Linked DNA regions of Zea mays: regions 1, 2 and 4 are each linked to region 3. A link is a contact called in public Hi-C data. All regions are on one chromosome and are shown on one strand. Each heading gives the region's core, a stretch centred on a gene start, on an enhancer-like site or on the middle of the called end of the contact. The rest is flanking DNA. Distances are from core to core; before and after follow the strand shown.

Region 1 (3,273 bases), core at 368-2,867, 140 kb before region 3:
AACCGAATGCCACCATGATTTAGTCTCGATGGAAACTGTATGAATGAGATAGAAGTGGGGAGAAAAAAGAAGAAGAGAGACCGTAAAGTAGGACATAAAGTTTATGTCGATGGTATGTGGAGACAAACGGTGATAGAAAAAATATATAAACAAATAAACCAACTAACAAAACTATTTACAAGAAAACATTATGAAGTGATAAAACTCTAAATACCGCGCGCTATTTGCAATTGCACCGACGACCTTGCTAGTATACTTAGTACAGTAGTAGAGTTTAAAAAAGGCACTCTATTAGCCACAGTGGAATACAAAAGCTATGAACACATCACATCTGTTCTGCTGCACACTAGACCACAGGTTTAGCAGTGGCATGCTGCATCATCTCCAGAGAAAATTCTTTGCCAAAGAGTTGCAGACATCTTAAAACATACTAGTTGCAGACTGATCACAGCAGTTCTCTTACATGAAAATACCGAAGCACCTGCGGCTACTTCCCCAGCAAATTTAGCTCAATATATAACGCCCCTAGTAGTACTCCAAACCTAGTAAGGAAACTCCCACCTTTTTTCAGTGCCTAGCAGCTGGCACAGCACTACGCTACGCAAGAAGAAGCTGCCCAGCGGCCAAGGTCCGTCCGATCCGAGGCAGGCAGCTCAAGTGGAGTGGAGTGGAGTGACGTGGCCAGCGAACGAACGAAACGAAACCTCCAAAGGCAAGGAACGTCCTTTTTCACAGGTCGAGGAAGCCGGTGGTGCGCCACACGGCGTTGCGCACGCGCCGGAGGTCGCGTCCCTTGAGTGTGCGTCCGGCGCCTTCCATGACCGACGCCGCCGCCGCAGCGCGCCGCGCGGCCATCTCGTGCGGCGGCACCACGGGCTCGCCGTCGTCGTCCTCGTCGTCCGCGGCCTGCAGCTCCGCTTCGCGGCGGCGCCTGTCCGCGGCCGTCATCGCCTTGGGCCAGGCCGGCACGGCGACGGGGGCCGACTGGTGGCACGGGCGCGGGGCGTGCTGCTTCTCCGGGCGCGCGGCGGCCGGGACGGGCGCGGTGGGCGCGTGGTGGTCGTCGGCGTCGGCGAGGAGCGCGGACAGCCCCATGCTGCCGGCGGGGAAGTGGCGGGACGAGGCGGAAATCGGCCTCCCGAGGCTGGCGGTCGGGGACGCGGTCGGGGACGGCGAGGAGGCCGCGGAGGTCGAGGACGAGGAGGTCGCGCTGCCGGAGGACCAGACGACGTCGCGCTCGTCGAGCTCCAGCTCCTGGACGCCGTGGGACTGGGAGCTGGCGTCGTCGGGTTGCTTGAGCAGGCCGAGGAAGCGGAGCGACGGGGAGGCAGTGGCCATGCGGCGACGCGGCGCGGACATGGCCGCCGACAGTGCCGGGCTCGGCTCAGCTCCTTGGTGGCGCCCGCGTGTGGAGCTGGAGCTGGAGCTGGAGGTCGCCACTGGCCCTGCGCTGCGCGTCGCGGGTTTCGGCCTCTGCTTTGGGAGCGTTATTATTGGCGGGCTGCGGTGCGGACGCCAGTGGTGGCGATGGCGGGCGTGGGCAGTGAATTATTGGGGCGTGATGGCGACGAGAGGGGTCGCCCGGCGCTGGCGACCCCGTGTCGAGCGCTCCTGTGCGCGCCGGGGGGTTTGTGGTGGTGTTTGCTGCGGCCGATATCCAGCTTTTCGAGGATATGGACCTGAAATCTGGAATCATTCCATCCGGGCGAGCCAGCCGCTTCCCAGGGAAATTGGAAGCGCAGGGACCGGAGGAACACGACATTGCTGGCGACGGCAGCAGCGAAAGATTGACGCCGACCGATCAGTAAAAACAGAGAAGCGATCATGCTCGGTGCTGTGGGTAATACGTCATTGGCCGGGCAGTTGGCGGTTTTAGTTTACGGTGTGCTTCCATGATAAACAACATCATCTCGGCATGACTGTCGATTAAACATAGCCCAATCAATTCGCTGCCTAAACTAACACAGTGGCCGCACGAATCACGGGGGCGATTGACAGGATACCTACCACAACAACAAAAAATTCCATCGGGGGGAGACGGTTGAGATAATAATTACACTCCTGACGTCCCACTCGGCGCTGGATTTATAAACTACAGAAAAAAAATGAGGTTGCGATGATTGTTTGTTTGGTACGCTGAGGGTCTATGCCTCATCACGAGTGTTTCATGGGACTTGTGTGATGATGATAATTCGAATGTTTTTTTTTTGGTATGACCTGACTTTTTCTTCTTCTTTCCATTTGGAAAATCGAGTACCTGAAAACGCCTAAAGAAACGGTTAGGATTCTGAGATCTACACATCTAAAATTTAGTGCGTTTCCGAACCAGATTACACAAAACTGAAGTTTTCTTCATGCCAAATTTATATGCTTAGAATTTGAGGTACAGTGAATTTCCCTAAATCAGTTAATGCCACTAGACCTGTTCAAGTACCATGTCAGGTTTGACCCGAAAACCATTACCTTATTTTGGCCATTTCGGCCCTGAATTGAGCCTGACATCAGGCTTTTTTTTCTTTTCGTTTGGGCTTCGACTTGACTCTTGAGCCTGACTTATGCCCCCCCCCCCCCCCCCCCCCCCCTTATTTGCACGCACCGATCTATCAGACTGTCGTCTTTTTTTCTAGTTTTTTTAACTTGTCAGTCCAAATTTTGGGGAAAGAAAATGCAATTCATGTTCAATTTAAACCGGATTCCAGTGCTAGGTCGTATCAACCATCACGTCAAATATTGACCATCATCAATTTTTACCTATAGTAAGACTCTAGTATATGTTTGACCAATGTTTTCAAGTCTAATTGCCACCGATCAGTCGACTAGTCGTGATTCGTCGTCGACAAATAAGGGGTGTTTGTTTTTTAAAGTAATGTTTAGTTCTTATATTTTATTTCATTTTAATACCTAAATTGTCAAATACGAAACTAAAACGCTATTTTAATTTCCGTATTTAGCGATTTAGGGTCTAAAATAGAATAAAATGCACATGCCATTTGATATAGCAAGTAGCAACAAGGCAACGAGCAAGAAAAGTATAACATCAAGAAACACACTCACTATCTGAGAATGAGATTATCATTTGGGTTTAGGGATTCTATTTATCGTTGCTTGCAGGTGAACAAACAAGAGTCGGCTCTCGACGACAAGGCTGATGCCTAGGCCACAATTACAGCCTATAGATGCAGCACCAAATAGCAACCCATAAAATGCACAACAACAACTCCAAAAACCCATTTAAAAACATGTTTAACGTGTTCCACACCAAATTGGACGATT
Region 2 (3,179 bases), core at 474-2,973, 250 kb before region 3:
AATGCTTGTACCTGATGCTCTAGATTTGAACCATCATACTGCACCTCTATCCGGTTCTGCAACCTATGCAAGCACTCTTCCTGCAACAGAGAATAACCTGTGTATTTTAATACATAATGGAGGCAATGGCAAACAATGTTAATCACAGAAAGATATGCTGTGTCAAAGCAATCAATGCTATAATGGCATGGCATGACATGACACTACTTCATGTTTCCATTATCGCAAAATAAGGACGAGGAATGAAAACTTTCTCTATACATTTGCATCCTCATTGCTCTTTATAAAACTTAATATTTCAATTTCTTTTCTCAGAAATCAATTCACAAGGAAGACAGGAAATGTCTCTAACCCGTCTCTAGCCCCAACGTCGACATATAAAATTATAAACTACTACGTTATGAAACAAAACGAGAGCAAGAATTTTTCATCGCCCTATGCATTGGAGAACACACCAAGCAATCACAATTCACAAAAGACCATACCTGTCGAAGAAGCAATTGCAGTTACATGACAGTTTTCCTCCTTCTGAGCGAATCATAATACCAACCATACATTGTGCTAAAGACAGTACGGCTTCCACAGTCGCTCCTATCGGACTCAAATAACCCCTTTATGTTCCCATAACAATATTGCCAGTTCATATTCAAACTTTCAGGGGAGGATTCATCATTCATAATGATCCCATGTCGCAGGGAAAAAACAGAGATGTTAACAACGCCCTGTGTCGAAGAGAGATATCTACGGATGGCTTTCGTCCAACCTGTTTCTGTTTCGTGCGCGCGCCCGCGATCGTCCTCCCGCCTTCTTAGCCGCGCACCCCGTTATGCTGCGCCGACACGTGGGCCTGCCCCACGCCCCGCTCCCTCACACGCGTGCGGCGTGCCCGCGCTAGCATCGATTCGTTTTGCTCGTTCACAGGCGGGAGGCTCGACAACTTACTTCCCTAGAAAATAGCTAGGAGAATCTAATTTACCAACATTTTCTAGAAAATAGCTTCAGCTCAAACAGTAAAAACCGTTTCAGCAGCGCAAACTACAAAAACATGTTCATACTTTACGCTTTATGGATTCATGGTACTAGTTTTACCTGGCATTTATCTAGTAAGCAATAATAAAATAACGGAATGAGAACGAGCTTTTACCTGAATGGGACTCAAATCGAAGGAGAGGCGCCCGTCGCTCTCCGTCCCCTGCGCGCACACGCACGACGTAAGCCCCTTCCCGATCCACGCCGTGGACACGCCCACGACCTCAGCTGCGGGCGCAGGAAAACGGAAGGGGGAGAAAACCACAACCGTGAGCCTCTGCAGTCTGCACGAAGGCAAACAGCGCAACCAAACGACGGCGCCAGCGCCACGCGCGTACCCGGCGAAGAGTGGTGGCGATGGTGGTGGATGGCGCCGCCGGAGAGGCGTCGCACGGCGAGGAACGAGCCGTCGTTCTGTTCCATGCCGAACGAACGCGCTCGCGCGCTGCACCACGCCTCCTAGGCCTCGGCCTTCCCCTCCCCCTGTCTCTCTCCTCCTCCGCGTCTAAGAGCCGCGATCCGCGCGGGAACCCATGGCTGGTTGGGGCGGGGGGAGGCCGCGGCTCTCCAATCCTGGCGTGCGCGAGATCCCACGGACGGATCGATCACGAGGGCTCTGTCCCCACGCCGCGCCGCGCCGCGGTGCTGCCCCCCCTTGTTTTAGCTGGTTCGTTTGGCTGGCAACTTGGCGTTTCTTAGTTTGGCGTGGCTCCCGTCCGGCCGTCCCGATGGTGGCGCGAATTATTGCGGTTTCCTTGCTTCAGCCTGGGCCAGACGTTTGGCGTAGAAAGCAAACGTTCCCACGACCTCAGTCAGTGCCGGTCTCCCAGAGACTTCAAGCAAGGTGGCTGCTGAAGCTCGGAGTATCCAGGTGGAATTTTCGACCCCAAAAGATGAGCCAGATCTGAATTTCACTCAAGAATATTGACGTTCAGAGATAAATCAGTTTATCAAAGACGAATAAAAGATGTCAAAGACAGATCAAGGTCATCAATCTTGTCACCTAATGGGCGAAGATCTAGATCAGACGCAGGCATGCAGCGTGGGTTTCTCAAAAACTGTCAGCATACTCCACAGCAAGTGGCCAAAATATAACGTTCTGAACGAGTCATTCTGTGGCTGTAGCTGTGTAGCATAAAATATGACGCATAGGACAACGGCAATTGAAAGCTTATTTTTCTTATTGATGAAACCAGAACATCCACATTCCACAGAAGCAACAAAAAATTACAGCTTAACATCAATGCTGTCAAACGGGCAGGTTTTGTGTATCAGATGTTGATCCTACACTGCTATTTCGAAACAAAGGTTATCAAAGCAGAAAAATAGAAAATAAAAGAATGTTTGGGTTATTATGTAACTGATTGATACCACCGGCGCTCTACTTCAGTTTTCGAACGAACCTCCCTGAGCCTCCCATCTGTTCCATAGTCTCTCTCCATCACCAGGTTGATCCCTTCGTCTTCGTCCCAGTACCACCCAACTCCGATACAGAGTGTGCCGTCTTCATTGATGTCAACATAGGCAGTGACGCCACCAGCACCAGGTAACCAAAGCACGGTGACATCCTGCAATCCTGCATGTCGACCATCTCCTCCGGTCCTCCTCCCCAAGAAAACCGAACTTTCAAAGAAAGGATGTTCAAATTTCTATATAATAGAGCTTGACGCAAACCTGCTATGATAGGCTGTCCACGTATGCTCTATTTCTACCAGCCGTCAGATTTCGGATACACGGTGAGATAAGAGCGCGGTGGAAAACGGTAAGGACCACAATGAGCCTGGATTGTCCTCTTCACTGTTGCCTTTCGTGTTCGAATCTTCCAAGGTAAGATCAATGTGTCAAGCATCTAGAAATTTCGTCTTGTCGCTTTTATTTACAGCGAAGGCACGGAGCCGACGCTTATCTTCCGCTCCCTTCCTTACTTGCCCTCGACACGCAGGCGACGACGGTGACGCCTACACTCGACGGCGCCAGCGACTTTCCCTCACACCTCTTCCACAGGCGTAGGCGCGTAGTAGGTTTCTGCATCACCCATCATCTTCCTCGCAACGACGATGCTCATCTTCGCCCGCATCCTTTCTCGCGCTCGGCACACATGAGACGGCAATGACGCTCATGCTTGACGGCGCCAGCGACTTCCCCTCCCG
Region 3 (3,058 bases), core at 534-3,033:
TTTTGCTTGCATTCATGTTTGCTGGTCGATATTATTATAATTGACCGCGCGCGCAAGCGCGGCACCTGCATGCCGAGTTCTGGTGTGACGCCGATGCTTGCTAGCTAGACTGGAGAGAGGTACGTGTCTATCCATATCCACGCCAAGCACACACCAGCGGCAGTGAGTAATACAGGAGGTAGCAAAGGCTAGCCTGAGGATATATAGATAGAGATAAAGATCGATATACACGTACTCGGCGTTCCTGCATTGCATGAAGTCAGATGAAGGCAAACTCCAGTATATGTCTCCTCTGTCCAGGGGATGTGGCTCACGCAACGGGTCTTAATTGCTGACCAGCAGCGCGCAGTCACTCTATCGCCACGCCACGGACGTGTAGTATAGTTATAGTACGCGGGCTGCGCTGCGTGCATGACGACGGCGGCGGACACCGGATAGATAGAGGCATAGAGCCATAGAGGAGCCCGGCCCGATGGTACAGATGGCCATGGGCATGCAGAACGGACGTGGGATGTGCACGTCACGGCGTGCGGGCCGGGGGACCCCGGCTTGTTTGGTTGCGAGCGTGGCAAAGAGTTGCCTGAGCCAAGCATCGTCCAAGGCCATCGAGGCATCGACTCTGAAGGGCATGTTTGGTTGGAACCCTGGTCTAGTGCCGGTCAGGCAGATAGATCCCACCGCGAGGCACTCAAAACCGATGGCCTGGATGTCAACCAACAAACAAGCCTTCATGAGTGCATGATGGCTGAGATTTTCTGCCCATATGCCTGCGGAGGCCTTCAACCAAACAAGCCCCATGCATACAGCGCGTGAATGGCGTGAGGGCGTGAGGGGGGCCCCGGGCGCGTGCATGCGCTGTGCTCCAACGGGGACGAGGGCGATGTCAGCGTGGCCCTAGTTGTCCGCGCGCGCCCTCCCCACCAGGGCACTGGGCACGGGAGGGAGGGTACGTACGTACGTGTCCGCCGCGGTCGGCGCAGGCCGTTCCGTTTCACTCACTCTCTACTTCTCTAGCTAGCTACCGCGCAGCCCACACCCTCCCTGTTTTGTCCGCATGCCCCGGCTCATCAATTCCGTCGTCATGTGTCCATGCACAGCACCACACCATGGGCGTGCGGACGGGGCCCACGCTATAAAACGGCACCGCCCCCCGACCCCCGGCCCCGTTACAGGCTGTGCGTACCCGACGGTCGCTGATCACTATACGTACCATTGATCGGTTGGTTGTTCCGGCCAGCACTGCATACGATACGTACACGTACGCAGGGAAAGGATTAGATAGAGACGTGGATCCATCGAGTCTGCAGAGGTCATTGCTCTCGCGCCGCGCGCGGCGTTGCGTTTCGTGCTGGGGGAAGGAAGGGTAGATAGATGGAGATACACATGCGTACGACACGACAGTACATGCGCCACCAGCCCTTCCTTTTGTAGGCGCCCTGCCCTGCCCTGCCCTCTCTCTCCATCGGCCGCCAGCCAGCCATGGCGTCCTCTCCTCTCCCGTCCCTCCCCACAGGCACAGGCCCACCGCCCACACACACTCGGCGCCGCTGGCCTCTTTGCTTGCTTCTTTCTTTCTCCCTCTTCCCTTTGGACCCTTTCCAGTTGTCCACGCTCCCATCTTTTTCACCACCCCTTCTCCTTCTCTCTCTCCCCCCCACCCTCGCCCTTCTCCCACCGCGCGCTTGCCCTCCGGCCGGGCGCCCGTCCCGTCCTTCCCTACTTGTACCAGCCCCTCTTTTCCAATTTCATCCTCTCCCTCCAATTCCACCATCCCTCTCTCTCTCTCTCGCTCGCCACCCGCACCACTCTCGCTCGGTGTGTGGGAGAGAGAGGAGGGGAGGGAGCTAGGCTGGCATGGCCGGCCGCTTGAGCTGCGCATGCCTACAATTCAGTACCAGTACTAGCAAAGCAAGCTAGGTAGGAGTAACACCTCCCCAATTGCTACTTCTACTGAGTTAGCCATCCCGTCGTCCCGGCAGTCACTTCTACAAGTACGCACGCAGCTACCCAGCAGGGCGGCTATACTAATCCCTCCCTGCCTCTGCCTTCCTTCCGAGGACCGCCGCGGCGGGCCGGGGTGCGCGCACCCGCCATGCAGCAGCAGCACCAGGGTGGCGGCGGCGGCGGTGGCGGAGGCTCACAGTTCGGGGCCCCGCCGCCGGACATGGGCCCCTTCTCGCCGACGCCGGCTGCTACCGGTCCCATGCCGCTGAGCAGCAGGCCTCCGTCGGCGCAGCCGCAGCAGCAACCGAGGACCAGCTACGAAGAATTGGCGCCCATGGTGCCTGGGGCCGCCGCTGCCAGTGGCTTCGACGACGAGACGATGGGTAGTGGCGGCGGCGGCGGCGGGTCGTCGGGCGCGTCCAGCAACCGGTGGCCGCGGGAGGAGACGCAGGCGCTCATCAGGATCCGGTCGGAGATGGACGCAACCTTCCGCGACGCGACGCTCAAAGGCCCCCTATGGGAGGACGTCTCCAGGTAAAGGAGCGAGAGAGAGAGAGACAGGGGAACTCGTCGTCGTCCTCGTCCAGACGCATTTGCAGTCTGGTTCAAGAAGCCTGTCTCCGGCATGATTTTTTTTCCCTGCGGAAAGCGGCTAACGGTTTCGTGGAATTTAGCAGCCGCGCCCACATGAAATGATGGATAATTATCCTGCGTCGCTCGCTGCGCCCAATTCCCCTCGAATTTCGTTTTGTTTTCCCGTTTCCGTCCCAGTCTAATCAAATGCGTCTCGATTTCAGCGAGACGGCAGGGGAGAGACAGAGAGAGAGAGAGAGAGAGCTGGAAGGCAGTACTCCTAGGTGCAGTAGCCAGTAGGGTGAACCGGTGAAGGAATCTGGGCGCCTGCGCGCCTGGGGATCGTACCACGGTGGTGAGTGCGGGAGTGCAGGCAGCTGCTGCCGTCGCTGCAGGCTGCAGGCTGCCACTGTCTCCTGCTTTCATGGCTCCAGTTTTTGGGAAAAGAAGGAAGGCAGCCTTCCTCTCCCATCCCAATGCGGCCTCCTTGCTTTCATGACTCACCAGTGCATCATCAGCTTCACATCCCCTCTGATCCCTA
Region 4 (3,171 bases), core at 58-2,557, 240 kb after region 3:
AGTTAGCTAGATATTAATTTATTAGTTGAGTTAGTTAACGAACTAATTGCTATTTATAAGTTAGCTAATAATTAACCGGATATTAGCTAGGATGTTTGGAATCTCTATAGTTAATTTAGTAGCTAACTAAACTTTAAAGGGTTGCAAACATAGCTTTATTATATTGCTATGTCTTTGCCACACGTTAAACTTTACCCCCTCCTAAACTTCCGTCCTGAATCCACCCCGTCGTAAAACCAAACACACTCTAGAAGTGAGAAGTGTAGAACTGTAGATATCTCAACGACACATAACACAAGTACACAACTCGTCCGTCGGCCCCGGCCGCACCGCTGCCCACCCTCCTCGAGTCCTGCTCCTGCAGCCTGTTAGCACGGACAAACCACTTGTTAGAGCATCTCCAACAACAAACCCTAAAATAGAGTCCTAAAATTTGAAAAAGGACCATATTTAGAATGTTTAGGGTCTCAAAAGAAATGTTTACTCCAATAGTCATGCCTTAAATAATGCTATTTAGGAAATAAATCATAATATTAGGAAATAAATGGTTGGAGATTAAGTGGAAATGAGGATAGGGCTCCACTATATGGGTACTATATTTAGGACCCGAGAGACCGGGCCCTATAACCATTTGATGAAATTTTATAAAATAGGGCCGCTGTTGGAAGGATGTTTTATGGTTTTGAGCCCTATATTTAGGGCCTGTTTGTTTACCCCCAGATTATATAATCTGGATTAAATAATCCTAAAAGGCAAACAAACAGTCTAGCTTATTTGCCCAGATTATATAATCTAACCCCTTGGATTATAATAATCCATAAGCAAGTGAGGAGGTGCTTATTTCAGATTATTTTTTTCCCACTTCCCCACTACCCTTTCAAGTTTTCTAGAAATTACCTACCATTGCCATTATAATCTACCGAATCGTTTTTGCGCCTATCGGATCGGAGAAGCCCGCCGCCCAACAGAAACACGCCAGATAATCTGGATAAACAAACAGGACTACTCAGATTATATAATCCAAATTATATAATTCAGATTATATAATCCTCCAAAAATAATCCAGATTATATAATACATTGGGGTAAACAAACAGGCCCTTAAAATAGGACCATGTTTAGAGCCTCTCTTGGAGATGCTCTTAGAATGCGCTGCTTTTTGTCCCGGGCCGATGGGGCGACCGAGCGAGCGAGAACGCGGTTTCATCACAGGGGTCTGGTGGCTGGGTGGCTGGGTGTGAAAGGGCCGTGCGGGAAGCTAACCACCGCGAAAGCGCCTCTGGGGGAGTCAGACGAACGAAGCAATCCAACCGAACGAACCGACCTAGGTCGTCGTCGGCTCGTCCCCTCCGCAGGACCGGTTCGCCGTCTCGTCCCGATCTCGCCGCCTGCCCGCCGCGCCCTATTACCGCCATGGAGGCGCTGTGGAAGCAGGCCTCCAGGCTCAAGGACCAGGTCTCTCGGCAGGTCAGTCGCGCGCTTATCCGCCTCTCGCAAATCGCGATCCATCTAAGCACCCGTAAGCGTAAGCGTGGACAGGGATTGCCGTGGGCTCTGAATCTCTGATGAGCTGTGTCGCCTGGACCTGGAGGGGGAGTTTATGCTAGCACGCTTGATGTTTTTTCCCGGTTTCTGATTTCTGATGCCAAATTGCCTGCGTAGGATCTAGCTATAGCCGCTTCATATTTTTTTTCAAGTTATTTAACTTATGTTGGTCCTGAGAAGCGGGCGCCGAGTTGCAGTTTCGAGAGACACGAGGCTGTGATCGAATTGGCTGGCTGACTTATATTTCTCTTTGTTGGAAGTGTCGTTCATGATTTCCTTCATTCCTTGTCGAAATAAAAAGGACCTTGAACTTTACCTGCCAATCCATGTGCATCGTTGTCGAAATAAAAAGCAGCCTCAACTTGATCAGCTGCACTTTTCTGTTCAGCTGTTCCTTTGCATTTGCCGTTAACAAACTCGAAATGGTAGATCGAATCAGGGAGTTGCATTGTCTTGGGAACGCCCAAGTTAAACCTAATAGGACGTTACAAAAGCATATACAGGCCGGTTAAAAAATCCAACATGAACAGTAATTGGGAACAATCAGATGTCCATCATGTTATATTTGGGCATGTAGATTTAGGCTTTAGTATGATATAAGATCAGCTGGGTAAGCTGATTTTGGGATTCTCAGCTGGATATCTGAATGTGACACTGAACTGCAATGCCTTTTTTTTTGCATTTTGCAGAATTTGCTGTACATTCGCGTGTCTGCCTTGAATTACATATATAACGCTTAAAATAGAGATTCATGCCTTGAAGCTGTTTGCTTATTTTTTCCATGTTACTATGGTTCACCATACTCTTAGTGATCACCTATTTATGCCACATGTAACATTTGCTTCATTCTTTATCTTACTGATTTGGTTGCACCAAATTAGCATATGAATTTACCCATTTAAGTATATCCAAGAGTCTTACCTTTTTTTAACTCGTTACAAGTAATATAACTTTATATTTAACGACACCACTGCAGGGTGTGTTCAAGCAGTTTGGCTACGGGAATTCTGATAATGCGTTTACAGATGAGTCAGAGGTTAAACTGCATCAGAGATTGGAAAAGCTTTACTTATCGACTCGTGCTGCTAAAGTATGAACAAGGCATATTTCTTGTCTCCTTTTCTCTTTACCTTCTAATCTGATTAAACATTGGCATCCTTGCTAGCATTTTCAAAGGGACATTGTTCGGGGCGTGGAGGGCTATATAGTCACAGGATCTAAACAAGTCGAAATAGGTAGTTCATTCATACTATCTATCAGTTATGGAGTTTTTTTAGCAGAACTTGTCAGTTATATTGTTATCTGAGTAAAACTGATCTTAACTGCTAAGGTGTGCAATCTGTATTAGGGAATAAATTGTCTGATGACAGCCAGAAATACGGTGTTGGAAACACATGTACAAGTGGTGATACTTTGTCCAAAGCTGCTACATATTTCGGAAAGGCACGCTCACAGATGGAAAAGGAGCGTGGCAATATGTTGAAAGCATTTGGCACACAGGTCTGTGTTCCTAATGCTGGATTTTCTTTACCTTGCTTACTAAATCGTAATGAAACTGCAATAAATTATTTTGTTTGACGCTCCAAAATAGATTTTCCTTAGTCTGCTGATTTTCTTTGTTGTTTGC

Evidence for each region. A called contact is a pair of places that touch in the nucleus more often than the background predicts.
Region 1: a Hi-C map of leaf shows a contact between it and region 3, with 3 times the contacts expected there. The contact joins the promoter of LOC100276169 here to the promoter of LOC100279868 in region 3. A contact is called at or near these places in 3 of 25 Hi-C or Micro-C datasets (ear and leaf).
Region 2: a contact with region 3 is called in a Hi-C map of leaf, with 2.0 times the contacts expected there. The contact joins the promoter of LOC100280027 here to the promoter of LOC100279868 in region 3. A contact is called at or near these places in 5 of 25 Hi-C or Micro-C datasets (bundle sheath, ear, leaf and 1 more).
Region 4: a Hi-C map of leaf shows a contact between it and region 3, with 5 times the contacts expected there. The contact joins the promoter of LOC100273976 here to the promoter of LOC100279868 in region 3. A contact is called at or near these places in 2 of 25 Hi-C or Micro-C datasets (ear and leaf).

What each region holds. Positions count from the first base shown.
Region 1 is chr2:23,090,223-23,093,495 of Zm-B73-REFERENCE-NAM-5.0, forward strand. It overlaps LOC100276169, which reads right to left and starts at 1,618. Exons shown (of 1, transcript NM_001279363.1): 1 at 270-1,618. The coding sequence starts at 1,359. The coding sequence ends at 730.
Region 2 is chr2:22,978,658-22,981,836 of Zm-B73-REFERENCE-NAM-5.0, forward strand. LOC100280027 (ELMO/CED-12 family protein) reads right to left here and starts at 1,724. Exons shown (of 9, transcript NM_001152971.1): 1 at 1,368-1,724; 2 at 1,145-1,257; 3 at 12-80. The coding sequence starts at 1,452. LOC111590822 reads left to right here and starts at 2,963. Exons shown (of 2, transcript XM_023301603.1): 1 at 2,963-3,179. The coding sequence starts at 3,139.
Region 3 is chr2:23,228,848-23,231,905 of Zm-B73-REFERENCE-NAM-5.0, forward strand. LOC100279868 reads left to right here and starts at 1,784. Exons shown (of 3, transcript NM_001357861.1): 1 at 1,784-2,478. The coding sequence starts at 2,093.
Region 4 is chr2:23,471,954-23,475,124 of Zm-B73-REFERENCE-NAM-5.0, forward strand. LOC100273976 reads left to right here and starts at 1,308. Exons shown (of 10, transcript NM_001148362.1): 1 at 1,308-1,466; 2 at 2,521-2,634; 3 at 2,710-2,779; 4 at 2,893-3,044. The coding sequence starts at 1,413.